Linked DNA regions of Mus musculus: region 2 is linked to region 1. Evidence: chromatin contacts called from public Micro-C data. All regions are on one chromosome and are shown on one strand. Each heading gives the region's core, a stretch centred on a gene start, on an enhancer-like site or on the middle of the called end of the contact. The rest is flanking DNA. Distances are from core to core; before and after follow the strand shown. Region 1 holds the start of Lrrn1 (leucine rich repeat protein 1, neuronal). Region 2 holds the start of 0610040F04Rik (RIKEN cDNA 0610040F04 gene).

What was found. A called contact is a pair of places that touch in the nucleus more often than the background predicts.
Region 2: a Micro-C map of embryonic stem cells shows a contact between it and region 1, with 5 times the contacts expected there. The contact joins the promoter of 0610040F04Rik here to the promoter of Lrrn1 in region 1. A contact is called at or near these places in 2 of 39 promoter capture datasets (hippocampal neurons and second pharyngeal arch cranial neural crest), 1 of 484 Hi-C or Micro-C datasets (embryonic stem cells) and 1 of 115 datasets of contacts at active chromatin or transcription factors (astrocytes).

What each region holds. Positions count from the first base shown.
Region 1 is chr6:107,527,532-107,533,446 of GRCm38.p6, forward strand. Lrrn1 (leucine rich repeat protein 1, neuronal) reads left to right here and starts at 2,195. Exons shown (of 2, transcript NM_008516.4): 1 at 2,195-2,712.
Region 2 is chr6:108,657,982-108,663,896 of GRCm38.p6, forward strand. 0610040F04Rik (RIKEN cDNA 0610040F04 gene) reads right to left here and starts at 2,953. Exons shown (of 7, transcript NR_104577.1): 1 at 2,836-2,953. It overlaps Bhlhe40 (basic helix-loop-helix family, member e40), which reads left to right and starts at 2,648. Exons shown (of 5, transcript NM_011498.4): 1 at 2,648-3,011; 2 at 3,180-3,249; 3 at 3,524-3,631; 4 at 4,540-4,663. The coding sequence starts at 2,932.

The sequences.
Region 1 (5,915 bases), core at 945-3,444:
ACTTAAGCAACACACTTCCTTGGACTGGGACTGTGATTAGTCCCACTTTAGAGCCAAGAAAACTAAGGCTTAAAGCGGCAAAGTGACATTCCCATGGGGACATAGACCCTAATTGCAGTTCTGAGCTTTAAAACCATATTGGCCTGTTTTCGAAGGTCATACCTTGGTGCCGGATTCACACCACCATCCTCATGGAGTCTTCTAAAACCTGGATGCTCTTACAGATCTTTGGAGTAAGCCCTCTCCATCCAAGCTCCACCTCTCCGCCGCTTAGGAGCCACCCTGCATCACACAGTGCAGTATCATCTCTCTCCATCTCCCAAGAACATACAGACTTTCCAAGTCCTCTTGAAAGGCCACATACACGTTTCTATGTCTACCAGTAACTCCTTTTAAACTCTATCCTACATGCAGTCTACATGAAAAATGAAGAGAAAAAAAAACATAATCTAGTCTAATCTAAACTCAACTTATTTTTTCTTTTTCTTTTGTCTGGCTATCTCTACAATTCACTCATTATTTAACCTTCATACTAACAGTGTCTTTCCCTAGAACCTATTAAGGTGCCCCATTTGACTACCAGTGGCTACAAAATACTATTGGGACGATATGAAGCTGATTGACAAGTGTAAGCAAACACTTTTCAGATATCTATGCAAGACGGTGGGGGGGGGGGGATATAGGGATCAAGAATGCAGGATTACTGTTATTGAATCTCTCTCCTAGCACTAACGACTTCAAAAGTAATTTCTGTGATAACGTAGTCTTCCAAATTCCCCAGAATTTCTTTTTTTTTAAATTAGGTATTTTAGCTCATTTACATTTCCAATGCTATACCAAAAGTCCCCCATACCCACCCCCACTCCCTTACCCGCCCACTCCCCCTTTTTGGCCCTGGCGTTCCCCTGTTCTGGGGCATATAAAGTTTGTGTGTCCAATGGGCCTCTCTTTCCAGTGATGGCCGACTAGGCCATCTTTTGATACACATGCAGCTAGAGTCAAGAGCTCCGGGGTACTGGTTAGTTCATAATGTTGATCCACCTATAGGGTTGCAGATCCCTTTAGCTCCTTGGGTACTTTCTCTAGCTCCTCCATTGGGAGCCCCGTGATCCATCCATTAGCTGACTGTGGGCATCCACTTCTGTGTTTGCTAGGCCCCGGCATAGTCTTACAAGAGACAGCTACATCTGGGTCCTTTCGATAAAATCTTGCTAGTGTATGCAATAGTGTCAGCGTTTGGATGCTGATTATGGGGTGGATCCCTGGATAAGGCAGTCTCTACATGGTCCATCCTTTCACAAATTCCCCAGAATTTCTTGACTTGAGTATCCCGGGGAAATAAAATCAGGTTCTCTTTCTCAAAGTTGCTGATGCTCTCTCTCTCTCTCTCTCTCTCTCTCTCTCTCTCTCTTAAAGCTGATTCCCCCAATAGCACTTATCAAAGGCTTTTCCTGAACCTTGCTTTGGATTGTCACTTTGAAGTTGAGACCCTGGTTCAGGTCTAGTCTTCAACCACTTCCACCCTCCCTTCCACACTCTTGCCTGCCTCCCACCACCCTTGCCCTCACACCGCTCTGCAGTCTGCACTTTCAATCAATCCTCTGCTAATGTGAACACAAGTTTCACACCTAACCAAACAGACACTACACAGTTTCAAAGTTTCAGAATTGTTTCCAGAAAGCCTCCAGAATTTCACAGTGGCTTTGCCTCGCAATTAAGGGTCACAGAACTACCCTGGGTTCGGCAAGGGCATTAACCATTTCAGCTGCGGGTATGTATGTATGCACCACATAGCCAACTATCTCCAAAGGATGGGTCAGATCTCATACTTAAAACTCCATTGCAGTCCCATGGAGACTATGGCGTTCCTACAAGGGTTCTTCCCCTGTCCTTGCCTTCCTCTCCCAGTCACAGTCTTTCGTCCCTATTTTTTTAAAAAAGAAGAAAATGAAAAAAAGAAAAAAGGAGTGGCTCTCTGCTCCCTGCAGCGGCTGTAGTGGCATTGCAGCGATCTGGCAGGCCCAGGGTGGCGGGCCCGAGCTGCCCCTTTGTTGGGCGGGCTACAGATGGTGCCCCAGCGCGGGACTGCGCCTAGGCGGGCGTAGCGGGCGGGAGGGCGGGAGGGGGAGGCCGGGAAGGGGGTCGGGCGGGAGGGGAGGAGACCGCTAAGCAGCCAATCGGCGCGCAGCCCATCAGCTGACCGCTTTTGCTTACACCAGGTGCACGCCGGCTGCGGGGAGCACAAAGCGGGGCGCACGGAGGGCGCCGGCAGCAAGCCGTGAAGCCAGGCGAGGGCCGTGCGCCCCGGTTTGCAGCGCTTGTCGGGCGGGGACCGGGGCCCGCGGCGTCCTCCCAGACAGTGGCATCCTTGCCACCGCACTCCGAGGCGCCTCGGGCGCCTTCCTTGAGACCGATCCTTCGCTGCCCCGCCCTCTGCACCCCATTTCTTCTACCCTCTTTCCTATTCCCGCCTGTCTCTACCACGACCCCCAAGAACGCGATTTAGCCCAGCCCCGCGCAGCAGCTGTTGCTCCCGCGGCTGTCTCGCCTTGCATCTTGGTGCTCTGCTGGGGGTCCCCCAAGGAGCCAGTGCGCGCTGCGGGCTGGGTGGAGGCGCTGCTCTGCCGGTCCTCATCCTCCGGCTAGTGGCTGCTGCTGCCACCACCACCCGCTCCGTGCGCACCCCAACACCCCTGTCAGCCCAGCCTTAGGGTAAGTGCCCGGACCAACTGGGCCGCAGCAGGAGGTGTGGGAGGCAGCGGGAGGTGTGGGAGGCAGCAGGGAGGAAGTAGAGACAAACTTGGCAGCTTGGCGGACCCTACTGCGTTTGAGAAACCTCGGGATAAGATCTCAGGGCTAAGGGGAACAAGGGGGCGCGGTTTCTCGAGCAAGGAGGAAAAACGAAGTCGGGAAAGGAGAATCTACCGATCACCCTCTTGCCTTCAAAATGAAGCAGGGCGAGCGAGAGCAATAGTTGAGAAGAAAGGCCAGACAGAAATGGGCAAAAGGCAGTGACTGGAGCTGAGGCCCCAGGATCTCAGGGACCCATCAGAGGGGGAAAGAGAAGAGAAGGCTTGGTGCTGTGATCAGGGGAAAGAAGCTGGGGACCTGGGAAGAGAGCAGACAGAAGACCCAGGGAGTTGGAAATGGGGTCAAAAGGAAAGAAAGGTGGCAGGTTGTGGGGAGAGGAAAAGGTCTCGGCAGAGGCTACGATGCTAAGAATAAAGAGCAAGGAGTGTAATTAACAAAACACTGAGGATACTGAAGTCAGAGCATTGGGGAGAACATACTCAACTGTTATGTGGTCCAAGGAGGAGAAAACTGTTTTGAGCCTAGAAGGGGTAGCTCCCTTAAGGAGGCTTGCTACAGACGTGGAAATTTCAGGGAAGTCTTGATCTTTTCCAGGCATTCTGCTCTGGGGTCAGTGACTAGGAAAGTTTGCCAGCGAGTGTCCTTTGTGCTGCAAGGAGAGGGGTGTGGGCTGCTGCCTACTGATTCGGTGCTTCCTAGGTTCCTGCGGTCACCGCTACCTCAGAGGGAAGTCCTTGGCTGGCTGGGTTCCCTCCCTTCCTCCCCCCGCCCCCAACCCTCTACCGAAAGCCTAGCAGCCAAGAGGTGCCCTGCACACTGGGTAGATTGGAAAGTTCGTCCTGGGTCTTTTGCCGGACAGGACAGCAGGCACGGATGCGCAGGCTGGAAGATTCCGTAGTAGTACTTGCTCCAGAGGGACCTTGTCTGCGGTATCCACAGCAATAGCCTCAAAGCCAACTGAGCAAAGAGTGAGGGATCAGAGTGTAAACGCCTTCGAGTGCCTGAATCACGTAGGCAAACGCTCCTAGATCGCATCCTGTCTTTAGTATGTTCATTCGCAGACCCAGATAATAAAACAAATGTGGATGCATTCAAATTTGCCAAGGAAACAACTGCTGACTTGGACTTTTTCCTGTAGCGTCTTCTGAGTCTATCCTGTTATCTTGTTTTGTAGTTCAATTTACCACAGCCATCTAGGCAATTAATATTACACACGAATGGTCATTACTTCATTTTTAAAAGGCAGAACTTGAGTGGAAAGTTCAGGAAGATTTATACGTTGACCTGTATAAAGCTGGAGTCCAAGTGATATTACTGGCTCCAAGGCCCTGTGTGTCATGAAGTCTCTAATTTGCATGCAAATGTAAGGGGATCCTGGCAGATGTCTGGCCTCATCCATTCACATGAAGGAATTTGAAAAGACAAGGAGTCTTCAGTTAACAATAGACCTTAAGAACGTGGAATAAAGGCGCAGTGTGAGTTTCTCTGTTTGGGGACTCCATGGCTTGCTGATACCTTTATTCACGAGCCAAAATTGTAGTGTGGTATTATATGGAAAGCTACATTGGCTCTTACCTGGCTGTAGATGTGCCGGCTACATATAGGGCCTATTTCTCTGCAGGCGGTAACTGTAATCAGTCCACTTCCAGGGCTTTGAAGTGATGTCTTCACAGACTTCGAAACTTTTAAAGTTCTTTTTCCTTTTCTTTGAATGATGTTTTGCCTTGGCCAACATTTTCTCCCTGTCCTGTAAGATAAGTAATGTAGGAACAGGTAGTTGTCACTGATCATCTGGAAGATCTTACTAGAATGATCACTGTCCATTTAACCTCATTTGGGTTCCATAGGTGCTAAAGTTAGAGAACTGCAGGTGATGGGCATCCAATTCCAGCAAAGGAAACAGACCTGGCTCTGTGTGTGAGGACGTCTCACTACAGAACAGCGAGCAGAGGAAGTCATTCAATGGACTCCCAAAGCAAGGACCTTTCTATCTTGTATAGTATGAGCCAGTCTGCTATGCTGTTCACCTCCTGATAGTGTTAAGACCAATGGAACAAAAGCAGGGCATCCTGTGCTGTATCTGAGGCTTGCAGTCCTAACCCCTGACAAGCCAGCACCAGAAACTCTTCTTTTGTCAGTCCTAAACACTGTTGAAGGGAAAAAGAAGTGTATTCACTGAACAGTGTTTGCCCCTGTGTTCCATATAGTCACCAAAGGAGACATTAAACTATTACAGAAAGACCATATTACTTTGAGGGGCTTGGTTGGGAATAGGAGTGGACAACAAAAGTTGGCATGCTGTTTCCCATATTTTCTGAAGTTGTTATTATAATTATTATACTCTTGTCCAGTGCCCTTTATCTTTAAAGCCACCTACTTCACATTGGAAAAAAAAATGAATCGAGTCCAAGCTGAGTGAGAAGTGTTATCTTATGGCTTGGTGCATTTGGTGTCTAGAAGCTATGCAGAAGTCAGAAAGTAGCATTGGTGTGCTGAGCTCTTCTGGGACTTTCAAACTTGGCGTTGTTGTCCTCACGATGGAATTGAGGCATGACTAAAATAAGAGAGAGAGAGTGATAGAGAGAGAGAGAGAAAGAGGGAGAGAGAGAGAGACATGGCTTTTCTGAGCCCACATGCCCCTTTGTTGTAAAAATTATCACAGGATAGTTTTGAAATCAAACTAAGATGGCACAATATCACATCTTTGAACTGTCAAACCATTGGCCTCCCTGGGCGAGATCTTTATTGCACAAGTCTCATGCAGGAAAGACTGAGTGAACATTCCTTTGTAAATAAAAGCAGTAAGGTGCTTATTAGAAAAGATTACTCTGTTAAATAAAAGAAACACAAGCCAGAGCCAACCACAGGAGGTAGTTCTAACAAAATTGTCCTAGGTAGCTCCTGTGAGAGTCTGTGTATTAACAAGTAAGGCAAACACGAGAAAACTGCCCCCCCCCCAGCTTCTGTGTAGAGTCTGATATTGCTGGGCTCTTGAACTGAACTGTTCTATTACAAATATTCTCTCTCAGTGACATAGCCAGAGAATATAACATGTTTAAAGCTACTTCTAAGAAATAAATCTACCATTACAGTTATATTTCTTT
Region 2 (5,915 bases), core at 1,703-4,202, 1.1 Mb after region 1:
AAAGTTACTGATTAAATGATTTTAAGGATGTTATTTTCCTGAACCATGAACCATGCAGGCAAAATTGCAGAGATTAACTCCTGGGGGGAAGGGGCCGGGGACACAAGAGAGGACATATCCTCCTTTCTCTGACAGAGGGTATTTCCTAGTGGAACTGTAGTTTTGGCGCAACCATGACAACGCTTCCCCCTTAGAGTCACAGGAAGGTGGCAGCCCTTCCTCACTCCCACCCTACCTCAAGAGTGCCAGGACACATCCAAACCTCTGGTCCTGCTGCTCACCTCCTGGCAGGAAGGTGGGAGCATTCATTCCCTCCAGGGAGATTGATTATAACCTGTCAGCCAAACTATGTCTGTCTGGGGAGGAGGGATGGATCTCTAAGCCCCAAAGTGAGGTCAGCCAGTGAACAGTTAGAAAAGCAATCATTTCTCACACTTACTAATGGGTTTGACGCTTGTGAAACATAAACAGGAAGTAGAAGCTTGAGCGACCTGAAGGAAATGCACTCCCAGTTTGATCAACATGCGAATCCCAGTCCTCCAGGTCGTCAGAACACTGACAATGACGACTGACCCACCAAACTGCGCCCAGTTCTAGCAGTGACCTCATTTTCCCCCAATTTCCCAGCCAGGTCACTCCGCAGCGGGTTGACTGACCCTAAGCACGGTAGGGAAGGTTAACAGTCATCTCTCAACTCTCCGAACTTGCAGGGCAGGGGAGCGCAGAGGTCAGTGAAATCCCCAGCCAGGCCTTATTTTAGTCATGAATTTCCACTGGCCCCTTGCTGTGTGTCAGCGCCGCTCACAGCGCCGCAGGTTCTGCGTTTCAGATGCTTTCCCAGCTCCGGGCTGTTAGAAGGTCAAAGAGACCAGATTTTTCCAATGCAGGTCGGTGGGGGTGGGGCCGGGCGGCCTCCGCGAGATTGAAGAGAGCTGGGGCCCCTGGTGCTGCCCCTTTGTGCCCCGCGCACCGGCCTGTGGGTTAACCCCTACTACCTAAACCTCTTGGTTAGTATTAAATGAAAACTTTCTCATCTTATATTCCCTGCCAGTGGCCCTGTTAGACTTTCTGCTGAAGGCGGTCTTCTGGTTGGCCTCGTTGGCTCCTTCCCAAAGGTCCTTGTAAATTCAAGGTCAAAATCCGTGTTTGCCACCTCCACTGTCTCCAGCCGCGAGCTCGACTGGGTAAAGGGCTCAGTGAACTTGTGCTGCATAAATGTGGAGATTTCACTGTGATCAACCAAGAGGATGGGGCGGGAGGAGGGACCCGGGCGGGGGGGGGGGTCCTGCTTTCTCCTCTCTCTCTCCTGTCCTGGAATAGACTGCAAACAGCGCCACCCAAGTTCCTGGTTAGCAGCGGGATCCCATGCAGATCCCTTGCAGCCCGGTGCGCGGGGGTCTAGGCTTGGAAGCCAGCGCGGAGAGGCTTGCAAGTGAGCCGAGCTCCGGCCCGCGTCCGGGCCACGTGAAGCGTCACGCCCCGCGCTGCTGCAGGGCAGGCGCCGTCGCCGCGGTTGTGTAACGCTGCAGCCGGAGGGGAGGCGACCCGGACGCCTCTGCATCGGAGGGGGCAGAGGAGGGAGGGAACGCCGGGCACTGTGCCCGGTATCTTTCTGTGCTTGACTAGCCAGGGTGGGTGGGGGCAGTGAGGCACCCTGAAAGGCGGGAGGAGATGGGTGCGCGCCAGTCGGGTGCCAGGCCACCCGCAGGCTGCGCCTGGGACCTGAGCTCCCGGGAGAGTCCGGGGTGGGGGTGGGGGGAGGGGGTCGGCACGGCTCACACGGTCCACGGTCAGGTGCGCGCGGCGTGCTCGGCGGCGGCCTCGGCTGCCCTAGCTCCTGGCCACCAGCCCGCTTCCCATGGGGTGACATCCGCCCCGCCCTCGGTCCCTCCCCAAGGCGGGCAATTCCTGGACACTGAGGCTGAGCGCTGGGGGGGGGGGGGGGGGGGGGGCTGGGAAGCCAGGACGGAAAGAAACCCCAGCCTCTGGAGAAGGCTAAGGGGGGCCGACGACTCCCTCAGCTGCGCACCGGTTCCTAGGAGCGGGCCAGGCGGGGGAGGAGGAAGAAGGCTGGGCTGGAGCGACCAAGGGGATATTCCTCTCCCGGCTTGAGTCAGACGCGGGCGGAATCCGTCCTCCCCCGTTCCCTCCCAGGAGACGGGAACTTACTTCATTTCCCTGGGGCAGGTTCGCCCACGTTACCAACTCTTCCCCCCCCCCCTCCAGCTCCCCGGTTCCTTCCAGCTTCCGTGCCCCCCACCCAGCTGGGCAGGACTCTGGCTGCGCTGCCACCCCCTCTTTCGGGGAAAGGAGGCCGCAGCCGCAGACACCTGGGGGCCCGAGGTTTGGAGGGGGGGGGGGCACTTCGCAGCCGCCAGAGCGTTGTCCAACACGTGAGGCTCATGTGATGAAGCCGGGGGAGGGCGGGCAGGTCGCTCCTTCCCTCCCCGGCAGCGGCCAGACGTGCTTGGAGTCACAGGGTAGAACACGTAGCTTCTACCCACCCACTCGCTCCCATTTAACCCAGCCCGCAGCCTCTCCTTACTCCTCGGCTCGTCCCCTCCAGCAACTCCCCCCCCCCCGCCCCGCCCGCTCCGCCCTGAGCAACCCCCCCTTCCCTCCCGCCTCTCCGCCCGCCCCACTTCTCATTCACTTGGCTCGCACGGCGCAGACAGCGCAGCGAGCACACACCGCCAGTCTGTGTGCAGAGCGGGAGCCAGAAGCCGTGGGGACACCCGGCCATGCACGCCCCCAACTGAAGCGACACCTCAAAGCCGCTGCTCCTGGCATCCCAGCGCATTGCAAGGAAGCTCAGGCTAGCTCATAGGAACATACCTCTTGAGACCCTCGGATCCTCCCTTCCAGGGCAGCCCTTTCTCAGACTCTACTAAGTGCAGACAGGAGCGCACAGTGGCCCCTGCTCGCCGCATCATGGAACGGATCCCCAGCGCGCAACCACCTCCTACCTGCCTGCCCAAAGCTCCAGGGCTGGAGCACGGAGACCTGTCAGGGTAAGTGTGTGCTGTGATCCCTTCAAGTCTCCACTCCTAACCTTGTGTTCCGCGACACTCTCAACTTGGGGCATCTCTGAGAGTATAGGGGGCTTCTTTCACGTCTAGGGCTCCTGCAGCTAGTACGCACTCGGGAGTCACGGCTTTTTCTGACCTCTCTCCCTGCAGGATGGATTTTGCCCACATGTACCAAGTGTACAAGTCCAGGCGGGGAATAAAACGGAGCGAAGACAGCAAGGTAGGTGCATCCCTGGGAACCTCATTCCTTAGCCCCTCGTGTGCGCTGAGTTTCCAAGAAAAGTTTGCTTGTTTCAAGGTTGGCTGGGGGGTTCAAGATGAGATGAGCTCATTGCCACAAATGAGTGACTTGGGAAAGAAGGGGCAGAGAAGGTGAATCTGGGTGCGTCTCTGCGCCCTCGCAGAATTTTTCCCCCCTGCTACCGGTTGGGAAGGAAGGGAGGAAGCTTCGTTCCCTTCCCCGGGCACCCATTGCTTCCATGTATTCCATGCAGGAAACTTACAAACTGCCGCACCGGCTGATTGAGAAAAAGAGACGTGACCGGATTAACGAGTGCATTGCCCAGCTGAAGGATCTCCTACCCGAACATCTCAAACTTACTGTAAGTGAGAAGCTGGCTGCGCTCCAACCCAGTTCTTCTGCCCAGAGGGCGGATGGTGGGGTGGGGGTGTCTCTCGCCGCCTGCAGGCGTCACGGGGAACTGCATGCTAGACGGGCGGATCAAAGCTTCTGGTTTGGAGGGAACCCATCCCCAGACCCAGAACTTCCTAAGCAGAGGCAGAACCAGAACCATCTGGGGCCTCTTTAAGTTGGCTTCAACACTAACACAGCTTCCTTTTGGTAGTTTTTTTTTCTCTCTCTCACCACCTTGTAGTCTCCCTGACTTAAAGAAGCAAACCACGAAATTAAAAACTTAAGCCTTGTCCGCTTTTCATTTACAATAGGACCTACTTTATTTAATGTGTGCCTTTTTTTTTTTTCGTCATAATCTTTACTGGTAGCCAAAAGCTTTTTAGCTTTTCCTTCGGGAAAAGTATTTGGAAAGGAAGACAAAAAGCCAGCATGACTGGAAGTTCTGAACAAGTGTCAGGGGGGAAAGAAAGAAAGAAAGAAACGCAACACATTGGGAAAGCCACTTGGTTGCCAGACACAGTAGACATCCCTCCCTGGGTTGACACCACAGCAGATAAATGTTATCCCCGGAGTCCCCTAAGTTAAGGTCAGGGCAGCTGCTGGAGAAATATATCTGTCAGCTCACTCCCTAGACTGTAACAACTACCAAAATGCCTCCAAAGATAGACAACACGTGTCTGGCTTTTTTTTTTTTTTAAGCTTTTGATCATCTATGTGTATATGTTAAAACATCTGCAAACTTTAAATTTAGTGGAGCAGGAAAGACTCTTCCTATCTTTGTTGTTGTTGACACCCAATTCTCCTAACAGATAGTGTCAGAAGGGACTCCACTGACCTCACGGGTGACAGACTCTCCGTTTTTTTCTTCTTCTTCAGACTTTGGGTCACTTGGAAAAAGCAGTGGTTCTGGAGCTTACGTTGAAGCACGTGAAAGCATTGACAAATCTAATTGATCAGCAGCAGCAGAAAATCATTGCCCTGCAGAGCGGTTTACAAGCTGGTGAGTCCCCGGCCTGATTAGTGTCTCCTGAGAGCTCAGTGCCAATCTAGCCCCTGGGAGCTCGCTCTGGCTTCTGACTCTTCTGTTACCATTCATTTTTCACAGTCACTGGGCAGGGGTGGGGGGGGGGGAGATGCTCTTCTGATTCTTTCCTAAAAGGTCATATTTTGCCATACGGAATGCTGCTGTGCGCCACCTGAAATGAGTCCATGTTAGCCCAGTGATGAAATGTTTCGGTGACATTTTGAGAGTGTCTAGGTTATGGGAGACTTCCCCATCCCCCTTTAAAATGCCAAGGCACCTATAATTTGCATTGTGGGTGTTTTTACAGTTGGTCTGATGAGCCCTCATTCATGGGCGAACAGAACACGGGTCTGCCCCCAGTGTTTTCCTGTTTCTTTGCTTCCTTCTCTTTGGATGTGGGGTGCAGTCTTGGCAGGATGACAGCAGGTTTTCTTTTTTCTTTTTTTTTTTTTTCCTCTTGCCTGCCTTCCATTGTGGTTCCCTGAATAGCCACCAGGTATCTTGGCAAATTGCACAATCCAACGAAACCACTGCTTTCATCATTCATTTATCCTGAGTTTCAGAGAATCGGGGTACAGACCAGGGGGAATCCTAATATGTACCCCAATAGGCGTTCTTCAGTCCTGTCCAAGGCTAGAATGAGAATCACAGAAACCAAACCAAGCCAGTATGTCTGCCAGTTTTCTTTCTAAAAATAGAAAGTTGATCAGGACTGATCTCGGGGTGTGTGTGTGTGTGTGTGTGTGTGAGCTACAGTATATGGAGAAGACTTACAAATAAAGAGCCTAGTTAAACTGCACGGAGGAAATGCAACTATTTGATGAATAGGTTAGGTTTCTGTGTGTGCAGCAGTTGTTGGAGTTGTTGGTTTTAGTTTTGTGGTGGTTTTGGTTGTTCTGGTTTTGGTTTTCCTAAAGCTCAGAAGTAACCTGCCAGCCTCACCCTCCCAGGCGGGGGGATTACAGTGGGAGCTGTAACAGTTTCTTGGGCATGGTGGTGCATGCCTGTAGTCCTGTCCTTGAGAGGCAGATGGAGCCCCTTAAATTCATAGCCAGCCAGTTTTGCATAGGGAATTCCAAGCCTTTTAAGACTAAATAGGGAGATCCTAGATCCTATCTCGTACAAAAAAAGGGGTGGGGGGCAAGGGAGACAATGTTTTGTTTAGGCGGTATTTGTTTTATATAGTTTCTTTTTATGAGTCTCTGGACTTCTGCTTCCATGAAACTGT